Regions from separate parts of the Pan troglodytes genome. Here region 1 is linked to region 2. The links are chromatin contacts, called in public Hi-C maps. All regions are on one chromosome and are shown on one strand. The core of a region is the stretch at or near the end of the contact, and the rest is flanking DNA. Distances in the headings are between cores, read along the strand shown. Region 1 overlaps TSPAN9 (tetraspanin 9). Region 2 holds the start of TSPAN9 (tetraspanin 9).

The links. A called contact is a pair of places that touch in the nucleus more often than the background predicts.
Region 1: a Hi-C map of induced pluripotent stem cells shows a contact between it and region 2, with 2.0 times the contacts expected there. The contact joins the enhancer-like site here to the promoter of TSPAN9 in region 2. A contact is called at or near these places in 2 of 7 Hi-C or Micro-C datasets (induced pluripotent stem cells and stem cell-derived neural progenitor cells).

Annotation. Positions count from the first base shown.
Region 1 is chr10:10,310,241-10,313,403 of NHGRI_mPanTro3-v2.0_pri, reverse strand. The region is part of intron 1 of TSPAN9 (tetraspanin 9); the gene reads right to left. Among named protein-coding and RNA genes, the nearest start is that of TSPAN9, 59 kb to the right of the region's middle. Within about 2 kb of position 1,588, at least 6 of the 24 cell types and tissues checked have an H3K27ac peak or open chromatin away from gene starts, as enhancers often do. A contact at or near this core is called in induced pluripotent stem cells, where this site is marked.
Region 2 is chr10:10,250,939-10,253,988 of NHGRI_mPanTro3-v2.0_pri, reverse strand. TSPAN9 (tetraspanin 9) reads right to left here and starts at 1,495. Exons shown (of 8, transcript XM_016922800.4): 1 at 1,194-1,495.

The sequences.
Region 1 (3,163 bases), core at 339-2,838, 59 kb before region 2:
TGGGGAGCAGGGTGCAGCTTTCCGCCTGCCTGAAGAAGAACAGAGCAGGGGCTGAGGGGCGGAGAACAGGGTCCAGGACCCACCCTGCCCACAGGGCTTGGAACCTTCGGCCAGCAGTCAGACAAGGGCAGGGAAAGAAAGCCAAGCAAAGGGAAGGAGGTAGATGGGGCAAAACAAAGAAGAAACAGGGTAGCCCGGATGCGGTGGCTCACTGTGGGAGGCTAAGGTGGGCGAATCACTTGAGCCACGACTTTGAGACAAGCCTGGCCAAGATGACGAAACCCCATCTCTACAAAAATACAAAAAAGGAAAAAAAAGGCCCCCTTTTTTTTTTTGTATGGCGGATATGGTGGCACGTGCCTATAGTCCCAGACACCAAATACTTGGGAGTCTGAGGAGGGAGGATTACTTGAGCCCAGGAGGTGAAGGCTGCACATGACTACCCCACTGCACTCCTGCCTGGGTGACAGCACGAGGCCCTGTCTCAAAAAAAAGAAAAAAAGAAACAGGAGGAGAGAGCCCAGCGAGGAGACAGGACTGGGCAGAGCTGGGCACTGGGGCCTCTTCCCATCCCACCAATTCACCCTGGACTAGCCCCCTCCTCTAACCGACTCCGGGAGGTGGTGAATGACCCGCAGTGAGGAGACTGAGCTCACTCTCCTTCTCAGCTGGGCCCTGCACTTCCCAGCCAGCCCCAGGGCTCTCGTCTCCTCGGCACTAAGGAGATGCCTCATTCCTAACAGGTGTGCCAGCTACACCCGCCCCAGGCAGAGGGGCCAGCCCAGGGGTGGAAAAATCACACTACCAAACCCACGGGCAGAGTCCTCCATTCCAGAACGGGCACCGCTGGGCACTGCCCCCTCACCACCCATGGACGACAAATGCAGTCCTAGGCTCCTGAAGGGAGTGCTGAGGCCCAGAGAAGGCAAGGATGGTCCTGGGGTCACACAGCCAGTGAGGGGGACAGCGGGACCCAGACACCCGACTCCTCACATGACCTTCCTCGGAGGCTCAGAGCCAGCAGCAGCCCCTGTTTAAGGAAACAAAGCTGCCCCTCTCTTGAGCTTCAAGGGGCCTGGGATAGGACGAGGGAAGGAAGTCAAGCCCCTGAAGAGCTGCATGCAGAAATCCGTGTGACAAGAGGTGGAATTATTTCCCCTGGAAAAAAATAAAAAGCCCTCCCTTAGCAGACCCCAGGGGTACTGGGCTGTAGGCTGATGTAATAGAGAGAGGAGAGGCCAAGAGGAAAGGAATCCCCCTTCCCTCTCAGCAAACCTACTGCCAGGAGCACAACAGGGAGGACGCAGCTGGAGCAGGGGGTGGGGGAGATGAGCCAAGCAGGATGTTGGAGCCTGGGATAGAGCCCTCCTCCATCTGGCTGGAAAGCAGAAGCCTTTGAACTGCAACCCAGGGGGTAGCACTCCCTTGGGGCCCAAATCTGGGCCTGGCATGGATGTGGGGTGCCCACAGCAGAGTATGTATCTACAAGGGCTGTGTCAGCTGGAAAAACCCGCAGGATGTGAAGCCACATGGGAGGCAGGCAGCAGGAGGCGGGGCTCTGGGAAGGGCGAGGAGTCAGGACAGTGGCCTGGGCTCCAGGGGCAGGCACTTATGTGTTCCAGTGAGAGAGTGGTGAGGCCTGGGGCAGCCAGGAGAGCGTGGCCCAGGGAAACGTGGGCAGGGCCCAGCTGCGGGAGCTCCAGGGAAGCTGACATGCCCAAGTGGGCCCTGTCTCCACACCCCAGAGAGGGTGGGATGGGGGCGGAAGCCCAAGGCCTCAAGAACACCCATCCCAGAGAGGAGACGACAAGGAGCCCAGGAGCCATCCACTGCTGCCCCTTAGCTTGGAAGGTCCTGCCCCTGAGAAGGTCCAATTGGAAAGAGGGTCCCGGCCACAGTCCCCTGCCTCAGTTGATCCCAGAGTAGCAGTGGTAGCTCCACAGGCCAACTGGGATTCAGATCCCACCACAAGCACACGATGCCCTTCCAGACCCGAAGCCTTCACAGCAGGACTGGACGGAGCAGGGGTTCTGGCAGCTGGGACCACCTGGCGGCTCCACAGTGCACAGTGGGAACTGTTTCTCCAGCCCTGCCTTAGAGGGGGTCCCCAGCCAATGTGCCCCCCACCCCTGCCTCCAGCTGAGGGGTACACTACGGCGGGAGCAGATGGCTGCGGTCACCACCTCCTCATTCTCGCACTCTCTCCCTCCAGCTCCTGTTTACTTACTGGCTGGGCAGGAGCTTCAGCTTCCCACGGGCACCTGCACATGTGTTCCTCTTACAGAGGGTTTGGGAACAGAATAGATTTTCTGACAGTTGCCCTGACCTCAGGCATCTGAGGGCTCCTCTCCCTCCTTCCAACCCTACTCATGCAAACCCGCTTCACTACAAAAGGAGAGCCACCCCGACTCAGAATCTAATGACAGGGTTTGGTGTCCTGTCTTTGCAATGCTGGAGGCATCCTTCACTTCTCTGAGCCTCAACTTCCTCATCTGCAAAAAGGAGGATCCCCCAGAACCTGACACAGGGGCTTGGGGGAGACCAATGAGACAAGGCATTTGAGGAAGAGCCACGTGAACTGTAACACAAACTGTCGAGCCCCACGCAAAGGCTTAAGAATGCCCACGATGAGTGGTGCGTGACTCATCCCGGGACTCTGGAGCCAGCCTGCCTGCATTCAAGGCCCCGCTCAGCTGCACCTGATTAGGAGGGATTCAGGGCTGCCCCTCAAAGAGGAGGAAACCAATAAATGTAAGCAAAGGAGTCAGGGCATCCCTGGCTCACGAAGTGCTTCCTACATGTTTGCTGTTACTGCATGTCACTGCTGATGTGCAGCATGGCCCTTGCTCTTACGCTGTTGTCCCTCCCAGGCCAGGAGCACTGCTTCCCACCACCACAGTGCCCTCAATAACTGCACAGGTTACCAAGCCGGGGACTCCTCAGGGAGCAACAGGACTTTCCTCAGGGACACTGGGTCTCAGCTTCTGGACCCTTTAAGACACTGAAAACCCAGCCAGCACATGTGGCAAAGCTTTTCCTAATGGTGGGAACTCTACTAAAAGGGTATCTCCCAACCCTGGGACTACCTGAGCTGAGACAGCCACTTCTCAAGAATGTCACAGGAGAGTCGGACACAGGGTACGTCTGAGAGGGCTGCCTCGGC
Region 2 (3,050 bases), core at 246-2,745:
GACCAAGCCGAGGGTAGGAAGCCGGTGTAATTGTCTGCCTCTCTGGCTGCATTCCTTAGCTAAATATAAATGATTTGTCCAGGCTATTGTTTGAAATTATCCATAATCCCTCTCCTCCCCTCCCCATTACTTATGATGGCAAGCTGGCTGCGTATCTCTAGAGCAAAGCATATATTCAACATTCTCTGTGGCTATTTTCAGTAAAGAGAAGGGAGCTGGCAGGTATATATAGGGATCCTCGCATGAGTCTCCAGTTTTCTCCACTAGTCCAGGAAAGCTTCCTGGAGGAGGAAATACCTGAGTCACCCCAGGGAAAAGGACAGCTGCAGGTCAGAAGGGCACGCGCACATAATGAGACTGGGTCTCTGAACTAAGAGTTACCAGGTAAGGCAGGTAAGCCCCTGCCTTCTTACCCCCCGTTTTGGTGATGCGAGAAAAAGGTGGCTCAAGGGATCCCATACTAGCCCAAGCTTCCCCAGACAATACAGGCATTTGGGGGAAGATGAAGAAGTGACTCGTATATTTTTCAAAGAGGGAGGAGATCCAAGACTCCAGTTCCAAGAGGTACGAGTACAAATATTGCTCTTACAACCACAAGCCGGTTTCTTGTTTGGATCTTTTTTTAAAAACCACAAGAAAGTTTTTTGAAGTCCCAAACTTGAGTGCACAGATGGGCTAGATCTCCAACTTCGGGGTGTGCCAGAGTCCTGTCACTCGGAGTGCTGATCTTCCAGCAGTGGCCCAGGGAGCGGTCGCGGGTGCCGGGGGGCTGCAGGCCATATCCCAGCCCTGCCCGAAGGCCCCCTGGCCCTCTCTGGGGTCCTTGTATGGACTGTCCCAAGCGGTGCACTGGGTCACACAGTCGGAAACCCTTGCCGGCCCCGGGGTACTCCCTTTCTGAAACGGTCTTCCTCGGAGCCATTCCCTGGAGGACCCCACTTCGCTCGGTGCCCGGGCCCCGCACCCATCCTCCCCTTCCCGGCCCGCTTCCCGCACGGCGCCTACTCTGTTCCTCTCGTCCTCTCGTCCCACCGCCGCCCTGCCCACACTGCCTCCCGTGGGCGCCCCCGGCCGCTCCCCCTTCTCGGGTCTCGGCCTGGGGGTGCCCAGCCCGCCCGGCGCCGGCTCAAGGCCGCGCGACTCCGCACGCTCTCGAGACCCGCCTCGCCGCCCGCCGCCCGGGCCGCACTCACCGCGCCCGCAGGACTTGGGGGTCTCCGCTCTGCTCGCGCTCCGGCACCGCCGCCGCCGCCGCCGCCGCCGCCAGCGGAAACAGGGGGCGGGGCCTGCCCGGGAATGGCGAGCCTGCGGGGCTGGGCGGCCCGGGGGGCGGAGCGGGGAGGGGCGGGGCAGAGAAGGAGCGCAGGGCTGAGGGGGGCGCCAGCGCCAGCGCCCGGCACTGCCCCGGGCTGGGTCCCCTGCGTTAAAGGAAGGGGAGCCCGGGGACGGGGCACGGGGCCCGCGAGGCACGGGTGCTCTCTCGGGGTTCCGGAAGCCTCCCTCCCCGCCCCGCCGCCCGCATGCCGGGACCGGCCGCTCCTCCGAGGTGCTATGATCACGCCTTCCCCCTGCGGCGAACGGGCCTCTTCCCGGGGTAGGGGCGGGGAGGTCCGGGCCTGGCAGTGCGCTCTCCTGGGCTCTGCGCCCACACGGCACCCAAGGGCCGTCCTGGCCCAGGCCTCGGCTCTCTCCCTCGCTCCAGGCTGCCTGGCCTCGCCACCCCACCCCCACACCTACGAACCCCTTCCCTGGTGTTTCGGGCGGACTGTGTGAGATGCTGACAGCGCGGGTGTGTGTTGGAGCCTGCCTGAGACACCTCCTGCAGAAAGGGCCATGCCTCCCCGGGAGCTGGCGGCCTCCAAGGGCGACTACAGGGCACTGTGTGCCTGAGGGGTGCGCTAAGGCAGGAGAAACTCCAGCTAGGCATGTCTGGCCCGGGCGCTTTTTCAGGCCTGGATTTTATGTGTTTTTTGTTTTTTGTTTTTCTGTTTTGTTTTGTTTTTTCTTGAGACAAGGACTCACTCTGTTGCCCAGGCAGGAGTGCAGTGGTGCGATCACGGCTCACCGCAGCCTCGACTTCCTGGGCTCAAGTGATCCCGCCTCAGCCTCCAGAGTAGTTGGGACTGTAGGCGCGCACCACCACGTCCGGCTAAGTTTTTGATTTTTTTTGTACAGACGGTGGTCTCCCTGGGCCCAAGCTGGTCTCAAACTCCCGGGCTCAAGCCATCCTCCTGCCTCTGCCTCCCAAAGTGCTGGGATTATAGGCCCGGATTCTTAAAGCTAGAAGGCCTAAACTTCTTTCCAAAGAGCACTAAAAGGCCATCTCTTCTCATCGTTACTGTCATCAAAAATGTCTTGTAGGCCAGGTGCGGTGGCTCACGCGTGTAATCCCAGGACTTTGGGGGGCCCAGGTGGAAGGATTGCTTGAGCTCAGGAACTCAGGAATTCAAGAACGGCCTGGGCAACATAGGGAAACCCCATCTCAAAAAAAAAAAAATGTTTTAATTAACCGGGTGTGGTGGCACACCCCTGTAGCCCCAGCTGCTCCGGAGGCTGAGGCTCAGGCATTGGAGGCTGCAGTAAACTAGGATCATGCCACTGTACTCCAGCCTGGGCAGCAGAGGGAGACCCTGTCTTTAAAAGTGAAATTTTTCAAAATTTTAAAGAAACTGTATGCTGTGCTTCCCACGTGCCCTATCACTGCACTAAGCTTGACTGGGGACAAGTTTTTTAAACCTGGCTATAATCACTAGGGTCACTTTTGCTTTCTGCTAATTAGACTGGAAGTTTCCACTCATCTTCTGGGCCCCTTTCCGTCACACACATGCAATCTTGTTTTTGTCTATTAGACTAAACCCATAACCCATTTCCTTCTGATCTCCCTTTCCCCACAAGGAAAATATTCTCCTTCCACATTTTGCTTCATCCAAAGCCCTGTTCAATGCCCCTAACAAAGTCTTCCCAAGGAACCCCCACCAGCCCCAATCTCTCCAGTCACTGCGGCAGAGTTGGGTACATGTACCCAGAAAAGGAAACTGGGTCTCAGACAG